3 separate regions of the Mus musculus genome follow, and all the other regions are linked to region 1. The links are chromatin contacts, called in public Hi-C and promoter capture Hi-C maps. All regions are on one chromosome and are shown on one strand. Each heading gives the region's core, a stretch centred on a gene start, on an enhancer-like site or on the middle of the called end of the contact. The rest is flanking DNA. Distances are from core to core; before and after follow the strand shown.

The links. Promoter capture Hi-C pulls out the DNA fragments that hold promoters and counts their contacts. Hi-C and Micro-C count contacts between places; a contact is called where the count stands out from the background.
Region 2: a promoter capture Hi-C map of pre-B cells shows a contact between it and region 1. The contact joins the promoter of N6amt1 here to the promoter of Cfap298 in region 1.
Region 3: a contact with region 1 is called in a Hi-C map of regulatory T cells, with 8 times the contacts expected there. The contact joins the promoter of Cct8 here to the promoter of Cfap298 in region 1. A contact is called at or near these places in 2 of 484 Hi-C or Micro-C datasets (cortical neurons and regulatory T cells).

Annotation. Positions count from the first base shown.
Region 1 is chr16:90,932,999-90,937,644 of GRCm38.p6, forward strand. Cfap298 (cilia and flagella associate protien 298) reads right to left here and starts at 1,851. Exons shown (of 7, transcript NM_026502.2): 1 at 1,584-1,851. The coding sequence starts at 1,722. Synj1 (synaptojanin 1) reads right to left here. Exons shown (of 32, transcript NM_001164483.1): 32 at 3,099-4,646.
Region 2 is chr16:87,351,832-87,356,477 of GRCm38.p6, forward strand. It overlaps N6amt1 (N-6 adenine-specific DNA methyltransferase 1 (putative)), which reads left to right and starts at 2,354. Exons shown (of 6, transcript NM_026366.2): 1 at 2,354-2,555; 2 at 4,347-4,433. The coding sequence starts at 2,422.
Region 3 is chr16:87,493,266-87,497,911 of GRCm38.p6, forward strand. It overlaps Cct8 (chaperonin containing Tcp1, subunit 8 (theta)), which reads right to left and starts at 2,604. Exons shown (of 15, transcript NM_009840.3): 1 at 2,464-2,604; 2 at 1,072-1,162; 3 at 442-521. The coding sequence starts at 2,523. B130034C11Rik (RIKEN cDNA B130034C11 gene) reads left to right here and starts at 2,808. Exons shown (of 3, transcript NR_040375.1): 1 at 2,808-3,044.

The sequences.
Region 1 (4,646 bases), core at 601-3,100:
GGTGCCATTGGTAAGGGGAAGCCTGCGGTTCCGGCAGTTTGGAAATGCCAACACCATGGGATGACCACCAAGGACAGCAGCAGCTACGGAGTGGAGCCAGCCTCAGCCTGTGAGATGTGTTCTGTGGGCCCTGCAGAGCAGAGGGAGCGGAGAAGACCCTGAGTCCCGCACCTCTGACAGCGAGCTTCACAGGGCTGCACTTCAGTTCTCCTTCCAGTGCGAGTGCGCTCATGGTCTTCCCTCTTGGAGTGAGATTAGGTCTTTTTACAGGTGCCCGGTAATGGATATTACAGAGAGGTTTGAACTTTGAAAGAGACTGCATTTTTAAAGTGAAAAAATTTAAAAGCCTGTGGAACTTCTGAAAGTTGGAATTTGTTTTATATTGAGATATCCATATTAATAAGGTCTTGGGGATAAACAAAAAGGAGAGGGTTATGGTTTCATGGTGATATGTCGATTGGTGTTGACAAGGAAGCAATTGGTTCTGCTTGGCTTTTGTTGACCTGGCATGAACATAGACGTATCTAGGAAGAAGGAACCTCAACTGAGAAAATGTCTATTTCAGACTGTTTGTAGGCAAGTCTGTAGGTAAGGCATTTTCTCAATGACAGTAAGGGGGGGGGGGGTAGCACTCTCCGGGTGGTATCACCCCTAGGCAAGTGGTCCTGGGTGGTATGAGAAAGCAGGCTGAGCAAGTCGTGAGGCGCAGGCCAGGGGCAGTGATCCTCCATGGTATTTGCTTCAGTGCCTACCTCTGTGTAGATTCACCCATGCAATTCTTGTTTTTTTTTTTTTTTTTTTTTTTTTTTTGAGACAGGGTTTCTCTGTATAGCCCTGGCTGTCCTGGAACTCACTTTGTAGACCAGGCTGGCCTCGAACTCAGAAATCCGCCTCTCTCTGCCTCCCAAGTGCTGGGATTAAAGGCGTGCGCCACCACCGCCTGGCTCACCCATGCAGTTCTTACATGCTGCCCCACACTTTCGGTTTATGATGTTAAAGACCCGGAGGTTCCCCCCACCCCCTAAATGTTTTACTTTTAATATGTCATTTAATATTGAGCCTTCTTTGAAAGCAGTTAAGTTTGATTATATATATAAAACGGGTCTTAAGGCGTTCTCTATAATGTAAAAATCATGTGTTTCCTAGGAGACAGAAAACAACACCAAGGCTCTCCCGGTGAGAACTTTCATGGGCGGCTTCAAAGCGAAGAGACTCAAGGGCCAGGGCTTTTAGCGTCTCAAACTGTCCCCCTTCCCTGCAGCCACCACTCACTCCACCCTCACCCTTGACAACTCCCACCGTCCCCGATCCCTCAGCTCCGTCCCGCCACCTTTCGACCCAGTACGTTCGCACTTCCCGGAAGCCCAAATCCCGGCTTAGCTCAGCCTCACTTGGCATCCCGGCTGCTCTCCTCCGAGTCGGCGGTTGGCTGGCGAGCCTGGGTTTCCTCCAGCCGTTGGTCTTTCATCCCCGGTCAACCCTGATGCTCCTTTCCCACCCCGGGCTACGGCAAATCTCCCCAAATCCTCGCGACCCCGGGCGCTGCCCCCTGACCCCGAAGCCGCCGGCCTCCCTTTCCGCACCTGAGCAGAGCCGGTGCACCTTCAGCCGCCCGTTGTAGACGCGGGCCACCTGCGCCGTGAGCTCTTCCAGCTCCGTGCTCCCGGGCGCCTGCAGTAAGAACTGGCTCTCGTCGCCTCTCTTCACGTGCAGCACAACCATGGCTGCGCCAGAGGCGCCGCCGAGGTGGCAAGGCTGCGGGGCAGGGACCACGAGGCCCGAGCCGGGTCGGCCGGACCCACACCAGCCTGAGATTAACCGCTGCTCCGAGGAGGAACCGTGGAACGCGGCTCACGCTTCAGCCCGGAGGGATGAAGAAAACGGCGCACGCTCGCGGAAGTGGCTGTTGCCAGGGGCAACAGTCAAACATTGAGCTCGTGCCCAGTTAGAACTCGCGCCTGGAAGGCCGGAGGCGCTGAAGAACAGGTTGTGCGGGCCGCACAGTCGCCGCTCCCGGAAGTAGCTGTTGCCCGGGCAACCAAAACCCAAACTAACAGCTAGAGGCCTGTGCGGACGGTCCGGGGACTCGGGAGATGTCCGCTGGAGGAGCATGGCGACTCCTGGATTAAGAATGAGAGCGAGCGCTGGGCACTATGGGAGCATAGCCGCCGCCAAACTCAGACTGGTTTCGCGCAGGCACGGATCGCTTCCGGAAATGCCTTCTGCTTTGGGTCTCCGGTCAAAAAGTGGGGAGCGCTGCTGCTGTGCAGAGCTCATTTAGTTCCACAGCTGTCTATCGCCCGTCCCATGGAGTCTCGGTCCCCCACAATCTCAGATAGGGCAAGCGGGCGCAGCGCTGTTCTTCCAGGGCGCTCAGACACAGCTGAGGATCCCATTTTAGTGTTATAAAGAGAAAACAAATGGATGGAAGAAAATCAAATAGAGGAGTAAAGAAAATTAGCAAAGAAAATTAACCTGTGCTTTGAAATGATCTCAAACTCATAGTTTCGCTAAATGGTGAGGGTTTTTTGTTTGTTTGTGGTGATGGCACATTAAATTTTTTACTTGCCAATGGAAATTCCTGGAAAGAAGCTGTGTAATAAAAACAGCAGTGATGTGGAGAGGCTGTGAATCTGCGGGTCCAGACTGATTACCTTGTCTCTGTTAGCTATAGCTCCTAGAACAGACGTCCATTGCCCTCCTATGGGTCAGAAATAACTTGCATATAGGCTCTGAAATCTATAAACGTAGCTTTCACTAACCCAAAAGTTAAGAATATCGTCAAATAGCATCTGGTAACTAAAGAAAAACTTCGTCTTACTGTATATGCCTCTCTGGCATTTCCACCAATGTATTTTAAACTTGCCATGACTTACGACTTTGTCTTAGAGAGCTACAAAACTTTGTGAACATGGAATTTGGGGTAACCCAAATCTGTCATGGTCATTCATTCAAATTTGGCTTCAGAATAAACTACCTCTTATTCCCTGCATGTATTATGTGCACACACACACACACACACACACACACGAATGTGGGAGTGCACACATGCATAGAGAGAAAAAAAAACCTCTTCCCTTTTGAGTAAAGAAGTCAGCTGGTGATAAAGACATATTTATTTCATATGACAGCACATCTCACAAGATATGTACAGAATGTATACCAGCAACTTTAATACTGTACTTCTATAAAGTATATAGTTATAAATACTGTATGCCACATAAGCGATAAACCTCTTACATACATATAAACAGCAATCTACTAGAGAGAACAGAGACTCACAGAGATTCTTAGTGTCTGTTTTCTGCTTTGACCAGACCTGGCAAATACACACGATGTCGAGTTCTTTGTAGCAAACTTTAACTTGCTTTGTGCGTTTCAGCAGCTACCAGACTTCCTGACAAGGCAGAGCTATTGCTCTGCAGACATTACAGTGGTTCACACCTGAGGGAGTCACTGCTCAGGGCTGCGATCCACACTGCTTCAGTTTTCTAAAGTGGATTAGCTTGCTAATGGGGAGTGGATACCATACACACTACTCACACAGATGTTACAGCCACAATCTCAACAAGTTAATTCACATTTTGAAGCACACTGCTCTAGTAATACTGCAGTTTAAAAGCTACTACTGTTGAAATGATTAGAACCCCAACAAGCACGATCTAAAACTCACAAGAGTTATTGCTAACAGCGAGTGATGGCTGCAGCAGAGTTACTTCTATAAACACAGGATTGTGATAACACTGAGCATTTGCAAAGGTGCTCTGTCCTAACAGATCTGCTCTAGGAGAGAAGTGCGATGCAGCCTGCTGTGCTTTTACACGGAGGTGAGGGCAGCCATACGTCCTTTCTAATCTTACAATACACATCTTTAAAGGTTCAGGTAGGTAGATGTAGGAACGTGGGTGTAAGCACATAACTCTCTTTTTATATAAAGAGAACATTAAGTCTTAATGGGTAAGGATGTTTTAACTTCAGCTGACTGACAACCAACTGACCAAACAATAGCTTAGGGAGTTTTCTGACTGGCTTAACTAATGATATCAAAATACTATGTTTTTGTTGTTTTGTTTTTTTTTTGTTTGTTTGTTTTTTGTTTTTGTTTTTTTGTAAAAATTCCATGTATTTTTTCCCACAAAATTAATAAACGTAAGATCAGTTGCATACTGGCAGTGCAGGAGACAAAATCCACAGCTAATTTGAGGTATAGCCTCTAAAGCCTTAAAGCAGCATCATGGATGTGCTATGTAGCCTCTTACATGGGAGAACATACACTGGACATGTTCCTAATTCAGACCACTCAACAGCTGAAAGCAGAGCTCCAGGCAACTGGCAAACAGAAAGGTATGGAAGGGCAAAGGGCCACGCAGAGAAAAGAGCACACGGACAATGTTCCTCCGTGAAGCTGGTGGTGTGCGCCCACTCTTCTATCTGTCCACGTGACCGACCACGTCCAGACGGCCAACTGTAAATGCCCAGAGAAAGGCATCATAGAGGTACAGAGGAGGAAGGTAATGAGGGTGACTCTGAAGGGCTGGGGTAGAGAATAATAGGAAATGGCAGTTCTCTAAAGGGATTATTCTACTCCAGGATGCACAATCAGTCAAAATATAGAAAGCACAGCCGGTGGCGGCCATCTTCTTGAC
Region 2 (4,646 bases), core at 1,104-3,603, 3.6 Mb before region 1:
AGAAGGATGAGTACAAGCACTGGGCCAGGGAATAGGAAACTATACTGAGTAGCTTGAAAGGCAGGTCAAGACTCCCTCTCCCAAAATCCTAAAAGCTGTGCAGGGATGTAGCTCAGTGCTACCGTGCTTACCTAGCATGCACAAGGTCCTGAGTTTGATCCCCAGCACCAAATCAACAGGGTATGGTGGGATAAACCTAGAGTCCCAATGTAGAGCAGGGGAAGGCAGGAGAAGCAGAAGCTCAAGCTTCTAAGCAACACAGCAAGCTCGAGGCCAGTCTGGGCTACTGAGACCCTCTCTCAAAAATAATAAGTAAAAAATAAATAAAAATAGGGGCCAGGCTGGGCTACTGAGACCCTCTCTCAAAAATAATAAGTAAAAAAATAAATAAATAAAAATAGGGGCCAGGCTGGGAATATAGTTTGGGGGTAAAATGTGTACATATCATGTCTGAAAACCTAGGCTCAATGCCCAGGATCAAAAACAAACAAACAAACAAACAAACAAAAGAGTGCAGCCATTCATGGTGGCTCATGCCCTTAATCACAGCACTTGGGAGGCAGAAGGTAGAAGCTAGGGGGGTCTCTGTGATTTAGTCAGACCAGCCAAGGCTATACAATGATACCCTGTCATCCCTCCCCTGCAAAAAAAAAAAAAAAAAAAAGGGGGGGACAATTAAGCATGAAAGTACATACAAGTCACAAAGGAAGAAATTCCCTAGATGGACATATGAACCCAGGCTTAACCTCAATCAGCAATCGGACCAAATCAATCTAAAACAAATCTCTAATATTAGATCAACTCATAAATCTGCCACCAAAAGATGTTAGGAGTATACACAAGTATGGTTAGTTTGGAGAGTGATGGGGCACTATCCAGAGAAACTGAACCGTATGTCCACTAACAGATCTCCCACCAGGAACTGTGTGTACAGCAGTGGGAGAACACTAAGGATGTCAGTCTCAAGAATTGCAACAGACAAACCTGGAGCAAAGTCAACCTTCACATACATAAAAACAAATCCTCTGGGAAACAACTGAGAAAGAACGGCTATTTCATTTCATTGCTTGTATGCCAAAGACATTTTAAGGATGCATGTGAAAATAACAAATTCTCGCGGCACATGACACTCTAAAAAAATATTTCCGTATTATATTTAGATGTTTGTGCATGTGTGCACATGTATGCTGCCATACCCTTGGAGGTCTGAGAACTCTAAGAATAGGTTTTCTCCTTCCACTGTGTGAGTCTCAGGGACCTGCTCCATGTGCTCAGGTTTGGCAGCACCTACCTGCCTTTTACCAGCAGAGCTTTCTTGCCATTTTCAAGTCTGTATTTGTGATGCCGCCAGAGAACAGAAGATTTAACTCCCAGGAACTGGAGTTACTCTGTTTGTGAACCACCTGCTGTGGGTACTGGGGACCAAATTCTAGTCCTCAATAATAGCCTTATTCCAGAACCATCTCTCCAGCCCCTTACATTTTTTTAAAGACTATGATTTTCTGTATGTTATTTTTTTGCCTGTATGTATGGGCACAACAGTGACACTGACGCAGGAAGAGCAACAACCTGGAGCTGGGGTTATAGGGAGTTGTGAGCCACCAAACAAAGGTGCAGGAAACCAAACTTTTGTCTTCTTCAAGTGCAGTACAAGGTCTCAACCCCTGAGCACTTCCCCAGCCCTCCAAACCATTGTCTCTGTTTTGTTTCATTGTTTTTCGGAGACTGGATTTCTTTATGTAGCCCTGGCTGTCCTGGAACTCTCTTTGTAGAACAAGCAGAGATCTGCCTGCCTCGGTCTCCAGAGTGCTGGGATTAAAGGCAAGAGCCACCACAGCCCAGCCCAAACTATAATTTCAATGAATGAAAGTGTTATCCATGTATAATATTGTCAAATACAAAATAAAAATTAAAAGTCATAAAAGCTGGGCATGGTGCCACAGCTTTTATAGTCCCAGCACTCAGGAGACAGAGGCAGGTGGAGGATCACTATGAGTTCCTGGCCAGACTGGCCTACATAGTAAATTCCAAGACAGTGAGAATCTGTATAACAAAATTAAGCAAATAAAAGTAGTCATAATCTTATAGATGGGTATTTACATTTCAGTTGCTTAAAAAACAATAAATTTTGTAAACACTATTTTTGCAAGTGCTTACAAGTTTAAAAGGGAAGAAACTTTCCAAATGTCATTAGAATAAAGCAGTCACCTTAGTACAAAATAACTGACGATGCTCAATATTAGGGTAGCCGATAAAAGTAAGCACAAGTTGAAAACGGATGTTAGAGGTTGCTTAAAAGTTCCAGAGAGCCCAACAAGCTCTTTCACCCCAAACGCCACCCAGTGTAAGACAAAAGCGCATGCGCAGCAAGCCTGACGCGTGCGTACTCAACGCCCGCCCATAGGAAGCGGAAGGGAAAAGATGGCGGCGCCGAGTGTCCCCACGCCGTTGTACGGGCACGTGGGTCGCGGAGCCTTCCGCGACGTGTACGAGCCAGCGGAGGACACGTTCCTGTTACTGGACGCGCTCGAGGCGGCGGCGGCCGAGCTAGCAGGGTGCGAGGAGGGTGCGCGCCTCAGGGGGAGAGAACGGGGTGGCCGGGAGGCGGAAGCCGGAACTTGCCGCCCTCCTCCGGAAGTGGTGGGCCGGCCTACTTTCTGGTGATTGACAGCAGAGAGGGGTAAAGGAGGCGTGTCCGGCGGGCTGGGGTTAGAGCATCGCTCAGATGTTCCTGCGGCTTCAAGGTCACCCTGCCCTGCCTTTTAGCTGTTAATCTGAAGAATGTAAACGCGCCTCTGAGGAGCAGCCGGAGTTTAGCAACCAGAAGCAAGATGTCCCAAAACTTTCCTAATTTTCTATTTTAATTTTTTTAAGTGAATATGTAAAACTCGCCTTAGTGCAAGAATAACATCCTCTAGCAAAGGAAGAACACATAAGGATCAGTGAACTATTAAATTCACTCAACCTAGTCAAGGAACAACCACTAGCCGTCTGAGCACTTAAAGTGTTATTGCAACTGGGATTTTTTTGTTTTGTTTTGTTTTTTAATTGAACTGTTAGAATTTTAGTTGCATGTGGTTAGAACTATTAGGGAAGGTTTAAATAGTCACGTGCCTCCGCCGGTAGGATTTTCACTAGCCTGATTTGTTGAAGGATTGGCCATAGCTTTAATTGACATAAATAGTAAATGCCCACATGTTAACTTTTCTGAGAAAAGAATTTGAGCTGAGAACGGGAAAGATGGCTCAGCTGGTAAAGGCACTCGCTGTCAAGCCTGCAGACCTGAGTTCCGGCCTCAGAAACTACTACAGGTTGTTCTTGGAGGTTCAGTTACAATGCTGAGGACCATTCTGCACACATACATATAATCACTCTAATAAAATAGTTTGCCGAAAGAATATGGGTCATTAACTTAATGGCCAAGATTCCTACTGGGTGTCTCCAGAACGAAATAGCCATCATGTTTATTTATATTGTCACTTTTTTTCTGCCTATAAAACCAGTCTTTCTTCATAGATGGTGGAGCATTTTGAGCTACTGGAATATCTCGTGGAGCACTGAATTGTAACTTGAATGCTCAAAACAGCTCAGAAAAATTTACAGCTACAAATTGCATTGCTTCGTATGCTGTAATAGAGCTGACCTTGTTACAAAGGCTAGGAATTCTAGTTATTTTTGAGACCGTAATGATTATTTCCATAAAGAAGGCACCTGGTAAGATTCACAGACTTTACTATGACCCACTAGTGGCTTGCGTGTCCTGTTATGTGGGTCACATAGATATGTGGCTGATTCTAAAGGTAAAAAGGAAATACTGTAACTTCTTCTTGAGTTGTTTGAACAGTTAAGTGACAGAAAAATCTTGTAAATGTCATCAGGCCAATCAGTCATGGAAATTAAGTAGTGCTTTTGACACACTGATAGTGATCAAAGGAAATACATTTATTGGAAAGTTATATAAGATTTTTAAATTTAGAAAGCTAAGATTATTGGCATTCTAAGATCAGACACTGAAGTACTTGCCCAACACAGTACTCTCGTAGGGAGAGAGGTCTTTGTTATTCATGTATCTAGGTAGATGGAAGGCTTTTAGCAAACCCTAGGATATGCTGCTGGGTTTATTTAAGTACTTCAATTTAAATACTGTACACACCTAAACTATTAGCATGCTTGAGCTATGAAATAATAAGCACTAAGTAGTTGCCAGAAATGGTAAATCCCTTTTATTCCCACATATTTGCAAGTGAGTGATGGTGCTGGGGAAATACATTATATGGCATGAGAGTTGTCTTCCATGAAGAATTATCTTCATAAGAAGGAACTAAATACTTTGTTTTTGTTGTTAGAGTGGAAATATGCCTTGAAGTAGGAGCAGGATCTGGTGTGGTGTCTGCATTCCTGGCCTCCATGATAGGTCCTCGGGCCTTATACATGTGAGTATGTGATGTTCCTCCACCCCTCCTGGGTCTCTGTGACTGCAGCAGCTCAAGTGGAACATTTTAAATAGACAATACGTCTCTGATAGTGAGGACTCAAGTCACAGCTTATGCTGGCCCCCAGCTGTAGCCTCCCGTTCACTCCTTCGTGCTGTGTGATTTTAGAAGCAACACAACTTTATGCTATCTCTACTTTTAATCGTTCTCAGG
Region 3 (4,646 bases), core at 1,354-3,853, 3.4 Mb before region 1:
TTAAAAAACACTATTTACCCCCTCCTCCAATACTAAACCACAGGTTTAATGGAGCGAGAGATGGGCATCACAGCCCTCTTATCCTGCTCCAAGTATCTATTCCACACCCTCTTGGACAACAAAACTTCAGGGAAAAAAGGAAAATGCCAAAAGGTTATGTAAAATAAAGTATCAATATTTACCAGTTTATACTGCTGGAGAATTCACATTAGAATCAATCTATAGAATAATAAATCTCATCATCATCAGAGAAATACTCCTCAACCCACCCACCCACAGACAATTTAAGAGTTTGAGTAGCCAAAATGGAAAACCTAGAAAGGTCACTTATAAATCTTCACAATAAAGTGGAGGAAGAAACAGCCTTTCGTCCTCTAGATTGAATACAGTTTCACCTATGTCAGAGTCATGGGTTTTTGATGGTTTTGAAACAAAACTTACTTCTAGCTCTCTTAAAATAGTCGCTGCATCGTTTGTCACAAACAACTTCTCCAGGCGATTGATGACCATTTTATTCATTCCTTAAAAGTAGTTGCAAAGAAAAAAAAAAAGGTTCCATTATTATTCAAATATTCTGCAAACAACCCAGGAAAACTCCGGCAAGAAGCCGTACTGATGTTTAGCCCCAGAACACACCATCTGTTTAGATCAGCATCATAGCCCCATGGGCTTCCCTGACTAAACACCAACATGCTTAGCATGTAAGACGTGCTTAATAAACAGGAATTAACACTAAAATCAATATGCTTAGAAACACATTTGGTTTCTTCCGTAATCTCTTTGTGTGCATCTCTAATTCAACTGGTGGTTAAAGGGAAGGAAGAGCTTCCTGATGCCGTGCTGTTTTCTGCAGACTGCTGAGCCTTTCCACAATAGTACTGGCCACTAGTGAGGATGCTGGACTTCCCTAGGACCTAACAGGGTAACAGCATCGTTTCCAATTTCTCTTTTCCCAGAAAGCTGCATTCCTGACTGAAAGTGAGAGGCACATCAATGCCACCGACCATAAAACACGTGAGGCCCGCTCTCTACGCTAACAGTCACACCACACAGCCTGAACTTGGTCATTACCATTTGGTCCGTACGCTGTGCGAGTAGTCTGAGCAAGCTCCTTGCAGGCCTGTATATTTCTATACACAGCCTCTTCTAATCCCGAGAAATGCTGAAAAAGAAAATGTCTGCTTAGGCATGATAACCAAGTTAAGAGTTTTCTACCGCAGGATACCTCTGTTGAGTATGCTTCTAAGAAACAGCCAGGATCACACAGGCAGTCATCAGACAGCCTCAGTTTCCCCCACTGGGCCTGGCTCTCTTTCCTATCTGTAAACTAATGGGATAATCAATAGCTCCTACTTGGCAGATTATTACTCACCTAGCTAAATAACAACTATTCTTCCTTCTGCCTTTTCCAGGGATTGAACACAAGAAAGCAATCTACCATTAAACTACAATCCCAGCCTACTAGTACTAGCTTTTAACCTAAATTTGGGGGATGGGGGTACTTTAAAAAAACTTGTCTTCACTATAGCCTCCATCAGTACCGATTTACACAAAGTATCTCTGTGCTGAAATGCTAGCCTGTGACAGAAATCCTTTAAATGTATCATGTCCTCAGCCAGAGTGATGGAGGAAAAGATGGAAACTGGAAGCTGTTGCTACCCCTCAAAAGGTTAACAGTGTCATTTGCAGAACTTACTAACTTACATTAAGCCCTGACATCCATTCAGTATGCCAGTTATCACTACAAAGGGGACACCACCTCTCTGTACTGCTAAGAATCCGCTATTTCTACAACTTGTAAAAATATGAAAGACAAAACAAACGTTATCTGGCAGCTTGGGGAACTCAGGACAAATCGCTCCATAAGCAATGTGACCGCTTTAAAAAAAAAAAAAAAATCACTCCTGAAACTACGGCCTATTCGATCTGGGGTGGGGCTTCATTTATCCTGTAGGCTACGACATCGGACAGTCAGAGTGAAAAGACAGTTAACAGCCTTCGGCCCGGTCTCAACTCAGAAAAGGTAAAGGAAACAGAACGTCCAGAGGAGAGTTTTCAGTAGAGCAGTGGGGATCGGACGTGTCTGGAAGGAAGCAACCAAGGGCAGGCCCAGGAGTGACCATGCCGGACTCGTGTCATCTCCATCCTACAATCCCCGGCCCTCCAACCACCCGTTACCAATTCCGTCCAAGTTCATTAACGCATCGCCAGCTCGCGTTAAGGGCGGCGCCCGTGGGCTCCATGCCGCAGACAGGGGCGTGGGGAGCTGGGATGCAAACCCGAAGCCGCCGGGGGAATAACAGAAATGCCCACCAGTTCCAGCGAGCCGGCATCCAGAGCACGCTTCCCTTTCTAGAACCTTCTCCATCCCGATCGCGGCGCGGCCGCCCGCCCGCAGGCCTGTCGCGGTCGCCACAGGCGCAGACCCACCCTCCCACCGTACAGTCCCTCCACGCCACCTACTTTGGCTCCATCCTTGAGCATCTGGGCAAAGCCCGGGGCCTTGGGGACGTGAAGCGCCATGGCTCGGCCGCAGTCCACCGCTCACGCGCTCGCTCCGAGACGCCGAGGAAGCAAGGGGCGCCGCGCACTGCCTGCTGGGAATGGGCCTCGGCGCCGCCTCGCGTCCCCCTACTTCCGGTCGCCCCGCCCCTTCAACCTGCAGCGTCTCTGAAATATCGCGAGAACCAGAGGTTCCAGCAGACAGACCTGATCTGCCGATTCCCGATCAAAGCGGACGATCAGGCCGAACCCAGAGCGTGCATGCTCCCTTCGTGTCCCTTGTCCTAAGTTAATGAGTAAACTTTGGTTAGGACGTTTGGCTTGTGATATTTCGGTGGCGGACACCCAACGTCTTATCCTTCACTTAAACTTAATCCTGCAGACCCAGCACCGGGGCAGGTTAGCCTTTTCTTCTCCAAGCTCACCCGCCCTCGCCCCTATAAACTACCAATGGACATCCTCTGTGTTGGTCACTGGGAAGCACTGAAGGCTCGAAGGTGATCTTTGAAATAGCATGGAGGATTGCAACGCGTGGACTGCACGTGCGTAGCAGAGCTAAGCGGTTTGCTTAAGTGCAGTTATCTTTGTTATTGGTCAAATTTAAGAATGAATATTAATCTCCATTTTATGGAAGGGAAGTTGATAACCACAATTCAGTGGTACGCAGAGGTCACCAGGCCAATAGATATTACAGCGACGATTTCTACCCTAGATGGGCAGATTACAAAGTGGGAATAGTTAACCACTTTATCTATATCTATATATCTATATAGATATTCTCTACTCCCCCAGAATCTTTTTCACAAACATTTCTATGTAAATAGAATAACTTCATAGAGAAAGTAAAACACTCTTACAATAAAAAAATACAAAAAAATGGAAGCATCTCCTGCCCTTGCAGAAAAATATGAAACGCTTTGGTGAGTCGTTGGACATAGAGAAATTAAGATTTTCTTTACATTGGGACAGACTCATAATTGCAACCGTACTATCAACTGCAATTTTTTTTTCTATTAAACATTTTAAATATGTAACCATGGGACTGAAGGAGCTGAAGGGGTTTGGAGCCCCATGGAGGGAGCAACAGTGTCAACAGGCCAGTTCCCCTAGAGCTCCCAGGGACAGGACAACCAACCAAAGACTAAACATGGAGCAACCCATGGCACTGGCCACATATGTGGCAGAGGATGGCCTTGTTGTACATCAGTGGGAAGAGAGGCCCTCAGGCCTTAGGGTGTTCAATGCACCATTTGTAGGGAAATGCCAGGGTGGGAGGATGGGAGTGGGTGGGTGGGGGAGCACCCTCATGGAGGCAGGAGGAGTGGGGATGGGATAGGGGGTTTCCGAAGGGGAGACCTGAAAAGTGGAAAACATTTGAAATGTAAATAAAGAAAATATCCAAGAAAAAGAAAAGAAAAGAAAAAGGAAAAAAAAATGTAACCATGAAAATACTTTCTTGTCACCGAACACAAGGTAAGTGAGCCAATTATATTGGAAGACAGAGCAAACGTTCAGTGGTTCTCAAAGATTGGTTTTGACACCTCCGAGGCTCTCCAACGCCCTTTCAGGGCCCATGACTACGCAAGTGTTTTCATAGTAATACAGAGCTGTCTCCTCTTCCTGTGGGGAGCTGTGAAGGCCTGCTGGGTGTTCAGTATGTCACAGTATGAATGTGAAAAGCACAAGGAGCCACTTACACTCTTTGTCGTCCACTAAGCCACATATAAAATATTTGGGGAAAAAATTGAGAATATCAGTCCTCAAGAGAGACATTTTCAATAATGTTATGTTAGCCTTCAGTGTTCACTGCTATATTTTTATATTAATGTTAAATAGTTTGATTTATAATATTAACAATCAATGGTTACTACGATACCCATTAAAAACAATCATTGGGTGACTCTGTTTAAACTTCTATGTGGATTCTATGTCTGCAAAGTACATGACACCTGAGAGGTAAGACAGTCGAAGATTCCCTCATGGATTTGCTAGGAAAAACTAAAACCCGTTGTCTCAGCATCACTTATGGGTATAACTGACACAAAATAGTGAGAGGGGATTTAAAATTATACCTGATTTGTTAAAAGTAACTAAGAGGATCTAAATCTTGGCAAAAATTGATAACTAGATCCTGAAAAACTAAA